2 separate regions of the Cricetulus griseus genome follow, and region 1 is linked to region 2. The links are chromatin contacts, called in public Hi-C maps. All regions are on one chromosome and are shown on one strand. Each heading gives the region's core, a stretch centred on a gene start, on an enhancer-like site or on the middle of the called end of the contact. The rest is flanking DNA. Distances are from core to core; before and after follow the strand shown.

Region 1 (5,837 bases), core at 304-2,803, 190 kb before region 2:
GCCACGGTTTTAAAAGTGAAAACAGTCGTGTATTTTCTAATAATCTGTCTAGGCAGTTGAGGGTCTTATTGTCAGCCTGTCACATTACTGAATCAGAAATAATATGCATCTGTACCTGACTGTGGTGAACATATATACAGGTGAGAAAACTGTATAGAATTAAACAGATACACACAGATGTGTACAAGTAGATCTGAAAAATCTGCACGAAAATTAATAGTCCGATTGTGATATAGTTTTTGGCTGACATGGCATGAGGAAGAGCTGGGCAAAGTGAACAAAGAATGTCTCTGTATTACTTTTTACAACGGCTTGGGGATCTTCAATTCTCTTGATATAAACTTTTAAAAATGCACCATTTTTGTCTTAAAAACGCATTAGTAAACGTTGTTTCTAAGCAAACGCGCCGCAGTGAGTCCCACTAGCTTTCCTGAGTTAGGCACACTCCGGGAATCCTCCAGCACAAAACAGGCGCCATTAGTTTGTTCTGAAGCCAGAGCTGAAAGAAGGAAGTCCCGGTCTGGGAAGGGCTCTCTCTTTTCTGGGAAACTACGGACTGCAACTAGCCCTAGCTGCCAGCATGTCTGTCCGGGCCACCGTTAACTTTACCCGAGTTTCTGAAGTACTGCAGCGTCGCCCACTCCAAAAACAGTTCAAACCGTTTATGATTGACCCTCACTTTCTCCATAAAGGGACCTCACGAAGCTGCCTTTTGCAGCCCGGCAAGATTTTTATTATTTCTTATTTTATTTAACAGGGTGCAGGACTTCTGTAGAGTGCAACTCGCAGCACGAGTGAACTTCACTTCCAGAAAGACAGGGCAGGAGGCAAGCGAGAACTCTGGGATGATCCAAGCGTAGTCCGCAAAGCCTAGGATTTGCGCAAGCACCATGAACTTGGGTAAAGCGAAAGGGCTAAAGGATCAGTGGCGGGCTGGAGAAGCCGTTCGCCCGGGCCTCAGTTTCCAGAAAAGCAACCTCCGGTCCAGCCCGGGAGCGCCCGTGCTCGTGCGCACCAGGAGGGAGTAAACTGAGGCACAGCAAGCGGAGTCGCGCACACCGCCCTTCTTAGCGCCGGGCCACCCCGCCTCACACCGTACAAAGCTCGAGAGCGCGCCATCGCGCGCGGCCCGCTCCCCCGTGGGCGCCAAGCCCCGCCCCGCACTCCCCGCCCCGCACCCATGACGTCACCGCGGCGGCAGGCCCCGCCCCACCCAGCCCCGGCGGCATGACGTCACCGAGGCCCCACCCCTCCGGAGCGAGTTCGGTCCTGGCGTTCATTTCATTCCTGTCCTCATTCCGCACATTCTTCGCATCGCTCGCGCCGCGCCGCGCCGCCCGAGCCGAGCCCTCCGCGGCCCCGCCGCCCGCCGCGGGCGCCCCCCCAGTACTTCGCACACTCGCTTCCAGCCCGCGGGGAGTCCGCGCGCCGGGGCCCGGGCCCGGGGCGGCCGCGGCGGGGCGCAGGCCATGCGCTGACCCCCCAGCGCGCAGCGTCGCCCGAGCGCGGGCAGCTGCCCCGGCGCGCCCTGCCCGTCCCGGGAGCCGGCGAGGCCGGCCTGGGGCGGCCCGGCGCGGGAGCAACCGCGGGGAGTACCGGCTGGAGCATCGCAGGGGCGACGGCCCAGCGCCCCGAAGTTTGCCGCGCCCGCTCGGGCGGTCGAGGTAAGTTGCGCGCGGGGCGGACGCGGGGGCGCGGGCTGCCTAGGCGTCACCGCGATCCGCGCTTTGTGTGCGGCTCCCGGGGCTCTCAGAGGGGAGCGGCCGCGCCGCCCTGCAAGTTGGGCCGCAGCCCCGCGCGGCAACAGGCGGCCCCGCTCCGCTCTTCTGCGCGCCCCTCTCTCCCGCGCTCCTAGCTCCTTGTCCAGGAAGCGCCGAGTTCTGCGCGATCGCGGGTCGGGAGAGCGTCCGGCGCGCAGCCTGGAGCCTGCAGCTCGGCGACTCCCCCGGCGCCCGGCCCCTTCGGGGTCCGCGCCGACCCGGGCTCCTCCTCCCCGGAGATGAAAGAGGGCTCTCTCGCTCTTGCCGCCTCTCCAGCGCTGCTGCCGCCGCCGCCGCCGCCGCCGCTCCAGTGCACATTCAAGTGGAAAATTTTTAGGAGTCAGCAGAAACATTGTGTCCAAAAAACACTGAGTCGCAGTTACCACCAAACCCGGGAGCCGACTCTCCCTGGAAAACTTCCCCTCGGTAGGAAATACTGGGGGATTTGTTTGTTTATTGGAGGAGAACGATCCCCAGGAGGGCAGAAAAATCTGGGGACACTTTTAGCCTTTGTTCGAGGCAGCACCACTTGTTTTCAAAGTCCAGAGGCCGGTTTGAAAGAAAGTTCAACTTCTAGGAGTTTCTTTTTTAATGTATTTTTCTTAAATTAAAGCTACATTCTAAGAAGTCGGAAACAATGAGAGGCTCACACTTAACCTTCTTGCCACGAAAATAAAACGCAAACCACAGTTTTCCTCCTTTTTTAATCGTCTTTTTTTTAAAAAGATTTATTTAAAGTTGAATGGTGTCACCTGTATAAAAATATTTATGAAACAATGAAATGCCAGCCACCAGCGTTTCTCAGGAGACTTGTTAAGTTCTTAGAAGCTGTCTGTGATTTACAGAAATGCAAATTGATCTCAGTCAGCGCTGGAAACTTACAGATATTCCAGGAATCGAGAGTGTAGAAAGGCCGGGTTTTAAAATAGCGCATTTGAAAGGATCCGAGGTCCTTGGGGCAAAAAGGTCTGTAAATATGATCAGATTTCAAAATAGTGAAAGGAAAGTATTTCAATTCCTACAGATACTGCAAAGTAACAGAATTCAATCTCCTTCCCGCCTTGTGGCCTGGATTCGTTCTGGAAGTTTAGGTGGTCTGGTGGCTTAGAGAGTGCTAAGTATCTGCAGGTGGCTCCCCGGGTGGACAGATCCTTCCCGTTAGGGAGACGCGATCTACCGGGAGCCAAGGGGTGGCTTGTCTGTGCAAGCCTGAGCTCTTGGGTGGGGGCTAATCTGCCTCGAGACTGGGGTTGGAAGAGTCCTCAGGCTGCACAGAGTGTGCCAGGGGCTTCCGCCTTTCAGCCTAGTCTGCGATTTTCTGTGAATAGCAGGATCTTTGGGCCCAGGCACATCTGAATGCTTGTAAGGGTCAGACTTAGACCCAACTTTGGTAAGAATCTTTCCTCTTAAGAAGGAAACAGTAGAGCCAGTTACAGCGCGGCTCCGGAAAGACAAATGCGTTTATTTGAACCTTTGTCAACAGCAGGGTTTTAAATTGTTGATGATTTTAAAAGTGGGAAAGGCGTATTTTTCTAATCTCCCTATTTCCATAAATGGTCACAAGATATTTTTGTGTAGTATTTCTTTGAATGTGTGACTGTGTGGGACTCTCAGGTTTCAGGTTTTCAACAGTTTACAATTCTTTTGTTGGTATAAAAAAATGAACTGATAAGCTGTCTCCCTTACTGGATCTTGCTGATGTCCTCAGTAAACCATTTTGTTTTCAGTTTAATGGCAAGTATTGTTTAAACTGAAGACTTAGGGAAATATTAGAATACTTTTTTTAAAACAACTTTGAAACAAAGCCAGAGAGACACTTTGCCTTTACAAATAGTTAAAAAAAAAAAAAAAAAGGTGGGGGGAATCTTTGTGTGAGTTCCTCCTTCCTACGGTTCTTTGTAAACTCTAGAGAGCACTCTGGGATTATTGGAGATTTTGTACAAGCAAAGGCCAGGACTTATGTATATAGTTAGTGACCTTTAGTCTGAAGCAGGCAGACATCCTAGCAGTCTGTCCCAGGCTGCAGTAACTGGTACAGGGTGTGCTTCCTATACAGCACTGTGAAATGGTGAGGGGGAGTCAGCTTCTTGCCCCTCCTGCTTTTTCTCCCCCCATTTGCTGTATACAACTGGAATTATATGTTCACATACTCACTTTGGGTGCTGGCATCTTCTGATTAGGGAAGAAGGCAGAAAACGAAAAAAAATTTAGTTCAGTAATGCATAACCAGTTTTGATTTTAGTTGGTTCTGATATGCACAGCAGCAAATGTAAGAAGGCATATCTTCATGGGACTATCTGGGGAGAAATATCCATGTAATCACATCACTGGTGTCTAGACTGCATGTTGTCTGTGGACAAGTATATAACAGGAGCATTTGAGAGAATGGAGACCCCAAGCGTGAGACAGGCCATTAGTAGCATTAGGGAGTTGCCTGCTTTGGAAATGGATAGATCCCCTCCGCCCCCAATCTATGGCCGTTGTACAAGAAGAGCCTGAACATCTGTAGGATTGTTTTCCTCTTTAATCTCATGTGCTATGGGTTAATTGTATGGCATAATTATATCGCTTGCAAATGGAAATTGTGATGGTGTCTTACCACTCCAGAGGTCTGTACAGATAACTGTATGATCTGGTGGGCTTAAAAATAATGACCATAGCCACACAGAGAAATTAGGGCCCTCGCTTTGAAGCTTCTATTTTTGGTGTTTGATTCTGTTCTCCAGTCAAGGGAGTATGAACACAGAAAAAAAGTGTATGTGTGTTTTTCTGAGTAAGAGCTGTGTCGAATCTGTTGAGTGATAACACTTTGAGTAGGGTCTGGTGGGTTGGTTTTTTTTTTTTTTTTTTTTTTTTGAGGTTTAAGAAATACTGGCTAAAGTAAGTACTCACCCAGCTTTCTCCCCCAAACTGCAAAAAAAAACCCAGTTTTTGTTAATCAAGGCAGGCCCAGCTTCTTCAGAGTTCAGTGACTGGAATTACAGACTGCTGCTTATGTCCTACTTCTGAACTCAGCAAGAAAAATACATTGTTGCTCACCCTCATTGATCAACATAGGCTGTGCTTGGCTGCCACTATGTTTTGTAGCTTCAGGTTGCCTTTTCTTAGTTGTAGAGGCTTTAGCTAATCTTATTTTTAAGTTGGAACTCGGGTCATGTGGTATTGATACACTTTTTTTTTCATATTAATCAAGGTGTAAGATGAAGCAATCAGGTCTGTCCTTAGCTCTGTTTCAGGGTTGGGCTTTTGATAGACACTAATTTAGACCCTGTTGTGTGGCAGCTACCGTGCATATCTGAACAGGGTGCTCCACCCTTCTGGCTTTCAGGGCGTAGTGTGTAATGCTGGAATATTTGGGTCTCCGTTTTTGGAGGATTTTTGTTTAGTTTCAAAGTTGTGAACCTAGTTGCCAGTCCTTCAAGGTTCTCTTTTATGGGCTTCCTCATTGCTGTTCCATGTTTGAACTTGAGTCTGAAATGTGAAATGTTCGTTGTTTGCAGTGGGTCAGAGTAGATGCATTTTAAAGTGTGTATTTTTTTTTTTTTTATTTGGTCCAAGTGAATGGTAAGTCTTGGTTTTTCAGGACAGGGATTGGGTCACTGTTTCCTACAGGATGAGTTACTCTCAGGTCCCAAGTTCCCCGTTTTGTCCACTTATACAGCTGGGTGTCTCAGGGTGGTTTGCTCAGTCTGGGGTTGGGGATAAAGGACACACATACTGGTCTCTCTTCTGATTGGATCCTGGGAGTGGTTCTCCAGAGAAGCTGTCTTTTCAGTTTTGTGGCAACCCAAGGGGGAGGGCTGTGCACCCACCCACCCCCATTTCAAGCTGATATTAGTTATCCTGGTGCTTTCTACTCCCTTTCCACACTCACTCGAGTTTTCAGGGCTCTGTCCTGTGATTTCATTCCCTTTTTTTTCTTCCCTCCTGAAGCAGCTCCCATGTAGCCGACTTTCGGCTTACTGTGTAGCCAAGAATGATTCTGAACGCATGATGCTCCTGCTTCTGCCACTCAAATGCTGGATTACAGGCTGGTTTATAACCTTGCTTGGGATCAAACCCTGGGCCGAATGCATG
Region 2 (6,127 bases), core at 1,173-3,672:
ATAGTTTAGCAGTAGACCACTTGCTCATCATATGTGAAGCCCTTAGGACAATCCATAATACCGCAAAATAAAAGATAGATAGTAGGTGGATAGATAATAGAAGAATAGAATAAAAGATAGATGATGGGTAGATAGATATATAAGACAAGGAAGGCGAGAGAGGTGAGTCTAGAAAGAAGAGAGAAGGAAAGGAAGGATTGGTAGGAAGGAAGAAAGGAAAAGAGATGAAAAAGGTAAACACGAGGAAGAAGAAAGTAGGGAAAGTGGTGAAATTAAGAATCTTGTTTCTGGTGTCCCATTTAGTTGTGATCTGCCTCTTTCACTCTTTTTCCTGGTTCTTGGTCTCCATCCCCATATCCTCAGGGTCACTTTATAGCAACCACAGGGGCAAAATACTCTTTGTAAGATTTTCAGTTGACAGCTCCAAAAGTTACCTCAGGGTCATCTTTAGTAGTCTCAGTGTCATGGCCATTTTGTAAATGCTGAAGCAGAGGTCATTCAGTAGTGAGGCACCAGTAGAAGTGACTTTGTGGGTCAGATAAGTAATACTGTAACGATTCTTCTGTTTTTCTCCCTTTTGATGGGGAATAACAGGCACCAAAGATCTTAGGTGTGCTCACAGCAAAAATGAGTGCCCTAGTTGCTTCTCCCAGCTCTGGCTTCGTTATTCCAACCAAAGTCCATGTGTCACTTTGTTGGACCTTGAGAGATACATATTATGGGGTGTACAGAAAGTACTTGTAGTAGAGGAGGGCCAGCCCTTGCAGACTAAACTGAAGTATTTCCACATTGCCTCTTGGCCTTAGGAGAATTTTCAGGACATAGTGTATAAAGGAAGCCACCCTATTACCAGGTCAGGGATAGGCTATGGTCTTGAACAAAGTACCTATACACCTGAAAGATGATGCCACAGCTGGTGGGTGGGAATAATCTGATGTTTTTCAGCAGGGGCATAATTTGGACACGTCCCAAATTGTGCTTTGACAAGAACTTATAACCCTGAAGCCTTTGCCTCTTGCCTTCTAGTTCTGGCCTGGAATGATACAGACAGGACAGCCAGGATCCTCTCAAGAGTAAGTCTGTGAAGGGCCCAGACAGCAGGGGTTATTAGACAGCCCACCCTGGGGGAATTTCTCCTGTACCAGACTTTCTTAGGGGATAAGGGAGAGAAGACCCTCAAACTGAAGTCCCCGAATCTGCCTTTCCTTATGTCCCCATGTTTTAGGACATGGAAAAGGACCTGCCTTTGAGAGTTAGCACCAGTATAGATTCCTTTCTTCTACCTTCACTATTAGCAATGACACAATGAGAAACTTAAATTTGGTCCCTTATCCTCTGCGGCTTTGGTTGCAGTACCAGGGTCTCTCTCACCTGCCAGAGGTCAGCAAGGACACTGTCTCTTTCCATTGTGACTGTCCGTGCAATAGGGGTGCCTAGTAGAAAACCCCAGGGGCCCCTTTGAACTCAGGGAGCAAGCTCAGCCCATGAGTCAGTTTGGGGCAGTTTGGGGATGAAGCAGAAAGAAAATTTTCTTTGTATATATTGAGCTATGTGGTCTGAAGAAGGGAGATCCTAACTCATGGCATCCTAAACGTTCTTTGGGCTGTGACAGATGACCTTGGTCTGTATGGGCAGGACAGCACAGGAAAAATCTTCCTTTTTGTAGATGTATTTCAGCATGGAATGAGCAACCCAGTGCAGGCCGGGAGCCAGGCAGTGGAATGGGGTCAGGGGAGACTACAGGAAGCCAGAGACTGACCTGGGTAGTAGCCACCACTGCAGCCATGATTTTGACTCTTGCTAACCATTTGTCTTTAGCGTCAAGCCCTTTGTGCAGCAGGCCTACCCCATCCAGCCAGCAGTCACAGCCCCCATTCCAGGTGAGTCTCCCTGCTTCTTCTTTGATGGGGAGTGAGAGGCAGCCTGGCCTCTTTTATCACAAGAGTGCGGTGGTGTTGGTCTTGGCCACCAGCCGCCCCTCCTCTTTTCCTTCTAAGGGCATCCCATGTCATACTCTGGGTCCCTTTACTCAAGAGTTCCTTCTCCTGGTGGCTAGAGAGATGGCTCAGTGGTTAAGAGCCCCGATTGCCATTGCAGAGGACCTGGATTCATTTCCCAGCACCTACATGGTCTCTTATAAACATTTGCTAATCCAGTTACAGGGGATACTGTCCTTTCTGACCTGTAAACATCGGGCATGCACATGGTGCATATACATATATGCAGGTAAAACATTTAGATGATAAAAATTAGTAAATAAAAATAAATTTAAAAGTAGCCATTTCTTCCAAGAGCTTTTCCTGTGAGGTCAGGAAACTGGAAGCCTGACCACTTTCACTTAAGACACTGGGTCCCACTTAGAAGGGGAAGTTGTTGTGGTTACCGTCTTCACAGCCAAGTGCAGCAATCTGAGTTAGGCACAGATAACTTTAAACTTTCTTAGATAGTGAGTTTCAGTTCCCTCTTGGTTCCCTTCTGTAATGAAGGCTTACATGGAATTCAGCTCACAGCAGAAACTATGAACTTGGCTCTCCCATCTGGTTCCACTTGTCATGAACTCTCTCACCCAAATATACATAGTATCATCCAGCTGAAATTCCCCGAGGTTTTGTGTAATTCTTGATCCTGTCCCTTTTGTGTCCCAAGTAAAATTGCAGTCCCTTGTTGCCCTCTGTTTGCATGGAGCATTCTGAGGGAATGTTCACAGTCTTGAGATAGAAGGTGAATCAATAGAAGCAATGCACCATGGCAGGACCCAATACACCAAGCCAGGATGCTTCACAGGAAGCCTTCAATGCTTCATCCATTCTTAGCTTGTTCTCCAGCCTGCCCTCTTTACCCAGGATTACCTGCCTATATTAGTTGCTTTGACAAAATATCAATACAAGCAACTGAAGAGAGGCAAGTTTTGTTTGGGTTCACAATTTGAGGATATAGTCCATGGTGGCAGTGAAGTCATGGTGACCGGTATGTGAGGCAGCTGGTCACATTATATCCACAGTCAGGAAGCAGAGAGAAGAATACTGATGCTCAGCTCTGTTTTTTTATATGTTGCTCAGGACCCTTGCTGTGAGATGGCCTTAAGTGCATTCAGGGCGACACTTTCCTTTTCTTAAGTTAAACCGCGTAGATATTTTACCATAGTGATTCTAGATTTAGTCAAGCTGACAATGGACATTAACCATTAACCATCACAGTGTCCTCCTTAGCTGTCACACTGCCTGAGTGTACTAGTGGAGGGAGTTGTCCTTTCCTTCTAGGTCCTCTGTGTTCAGAATTATGCCCCATGGAGGTCTAGGAGGAGGTACATGTGGACTTGTGTAAAGGTGACAATTGTTATTTCAGGGTTTGAGCCTGCATCAGCCCCAGCTCCCTCGGTTCCTGCCTGGCAGGGCCGTTCCATTGGCACAACCAAGCTTCGCCTGGTGGAATTTTCAGCTTTCCTTGAACAGCAGAGAGACCCAGACTCGGTAAGTATGCCCAGAGGGGTGTGGCTAGTAGGAAGTGCTTCCATACCTGCTCATTTCTTCATCCTGTGGTCTGTCACTTCTGGACCTCTTTTCCCTTACACCTGTGTGAAATGTCCTGTGTGAAAACAGACATGGAACAGCCAGGTAGCCCTTCTTCACCCAGGAAGGATGCTGTTGGCAGATAGCTCTAGCTTCAAAGGTGGGTGTTTATTGCTGCTTGGACCACAAGCCTCAGGGAATACCCGCTTATGTCTCATAAAATTTAACAACAGGTAACATTTATTGGACATTCTTGTGTGGCTGGTTTGAAAGTATTTGGATACGATTAGATAAATGACAATGCATTAGTAACTTCTTTGGTTATATAGTTAATATCTCTGGATTAAAGATTCATTCTAAAACACTAAAGCCTAAACTATCAGCCATCATATTATCTAAGTCTGGGGGGTCCATCCTTCCCCCTCCCAAAACATTATCTTCAGAAGTAATGTTGGTATTCTGATAGCTGCTGTAGACTGTGATGCCTTGTCATATTGTAAATACCAGAAACACAGGCATCTGGACTCTGTTTGTCATTTTCTTCTCTTCCTTCCCCACCCACTCCAACTAGTACACATCATCCCATGCATATGCGAGCCTCCCTTCTTCTCTACCCCATAAGCCGGTACCCTTTGTTCACGCCCACTCCTTGGCTGTGAGTGTGAGGGTTGCATCTGTGTGTGGGTGAGCCCCAGGCAGCAATTGAAGCAATCATGAGTTAGTATTTGGGATCCTTACCAACTCCTTTCCACACTCTATCTCCTGGCACTGACCTCTTTGGGGACCAGGCTGGACATGTGGTTCCAGGGTTCACTGTGGGTCTTGCTCTCATCAAGAGAAAGAGTCATAGGCCAGGCATGTTGGCACACACATGAGGCAGACAGGCTAATCCACACTGATGGGGCATTGTGATGATAGTAGATCATTGGTTTCTTCCTGGAGGCCAGCCTTACCATCTCCTTCCTGCATTTTGTGTTTGTTCCCAGGTACTTTGCTACTGATTCTGTTCCCATAGTGCCCCTTTACATGGTTCTGTTTTCCTCACTTTGCAGAGGGGGAAACTGAGGCCAGGTGACTTAAGTTATACAGTTGGCAAACAGAAGGACCAGACTACATCCTCTCCTAAAGTGTCCTCTCATCATTGCTGTAAACCCCACCATTGATGAAGGACCCCTGAACTGCCTGTATGGTCCTGACTAGGTCTTTCCCCCTGTACTCTATTGTTGATGTTTGAAATCTACCTAATGAACACACATCAGATTTCTTTGACTATGGTCCCTTAGTGGGCGGGACATCTCCAAAGTCAGATGCCCAGTTCTCTTATGGACTTCTCTCTCTCTCTCTCTCTCTCTCTCTCTCTCTCTCTCTCTCTCTCTCTCTCTCTCTCTCTCCTCTCCTCTCCTCTCCTCCCCTCCCTCCCTCCCTCTCTCCCTCTTCCTCCCTCCCTTCCTCTCACCTCCCTCCCTCCCTCCCTCTGTGGTTTTTCAAGACAGGGTTTCTTTGTGTCATGGATTTCTTATTTTAAATAGTTTCATGGAATGTAGACGCCACCATCCCATAGTCTGAGGTCCTAAACTAAATAAAAAGGAAGAACACTAAGGGCCTAGTAAATATAGTATGTCAGAGACCTCTAAGTGCCAGTGTAGACTGTCTCTCCTCACAGTTGAAAGTTGCTTGCTCTTCATGAACTGCTCCCGCAGAGAACTCACCCACCTGCAACTACAGCTTCCAGATATCTGTTGCCCTTTCCTGGCCCCCAAGGGCACGTGCCTTCAAAGACACATACATGCAGAAATGTAATGAAAACTAAAATCTTTTTTAAAACAAGGTTACCTGATCTTTAGTTTAAAAATATCTAGTTTCAGCTGGGCAGTGGTGGTGCACACCTTTAATCCCAGCACTTGGGAGGCAGTGTCAGAGGCAGGTGGATCTCTGTGAGTTCAAGGCCAGCCTGGTTTACAGCGTGATTTCCAGGACAGCCAGGATTGTTACACAGAGAAACCCTGTCTTGAAAAAGTGAAAACAAAAACAAAACAAAATGTCTAGTTTCAAGGTTAGAGATGTAGTGAAATGAGAGAGCGCTTATTTAGTATGAACGTGCAAGACCCTGGATTCCGCCCACAGCATCTCAACGGGAAGAAAGTGGGTATAGTTTCAGACAATGAAGATGTTTTCTAATGGATCTGATGTTTCTGACTTGGGGTGTGATGTTTATATCAGATTCACCACCTAAACTCATATCAATTATATAATAATTTTGTGTTACCCAGCCTGTCTCACACACTATTTCTTAGAAACCCATTTTGCAGTTAAATGTATACAGATTGATATATGGGGGTTAGCTCAGTTGGTAGAGTGCTTGCCTAGCATGCTTGGAGCCCTGGGTTTGATTGCCAATACCACATAACTGTTCCTATAATCCCAGCATTTGGGAGGCAGACACAGAGGATTAGGAGTTTACAATCGTTCTTGGATCAATAATGAATTGCAAGCCAGCCTTGGCTACATGTGTAGCAGGGTGAAAGTTGTACATCTTCAATTTTAGTGGAAACATAAGGCCCATGTGTGGTCTCTGTGCTGGAAGAGAAAAGTGGTAGTTGACTTCTTGAAGTGAAAGG

What was found. Hi-C and Micro-C count contacts between places; a contact is called where the count stands out from the background.
Region 1: a contact with region 2 is called in a Hi-C map of the CHL-YN cell line, with 3 times the contacts expected there. The contact joins the promoter of Tead1 here to the enhancer-like site in region 2. A contact is called at or near these places in 4 of 8 Hi-C or Micro-C datasets (the CHL-YN cell line, the CHO-K1 cell line and liver).

What each region holds. Positions count from the first base shown.
Region 1 is chr3:88,017,417-88,023,253 of CriGri-PICRH-1.0, reverse strand. It overlaps Tead1 (transcriptional enhancer factor TEF-1), which reads left to right and starts at 1,553. Exons shown (of 12, transcript XM_035442280.1): 1 at 1,553-1,664.
Region 2 is chr3:87,832,851-87,838,977 of CriGri-PICRH-1.0, reverse strand. It overlaps Tead1 (transcriptional enhancer factor TEF-1), which reads left to right. Exons shown (of 12, transcript XM_035442280.1): 6 at 1,027-1,073; 7 at 1,819-1,880; 8 at 3,346-3,470. Among named protein-coding and RNA genes, the nearest start is that of Rassf10, 89 kb to the right of the region's middle. Within about 2 kb of position 2,422, at least 1 of the 6 cell types and tissues checked has open chromatin away from gene starts, as enhancers often do.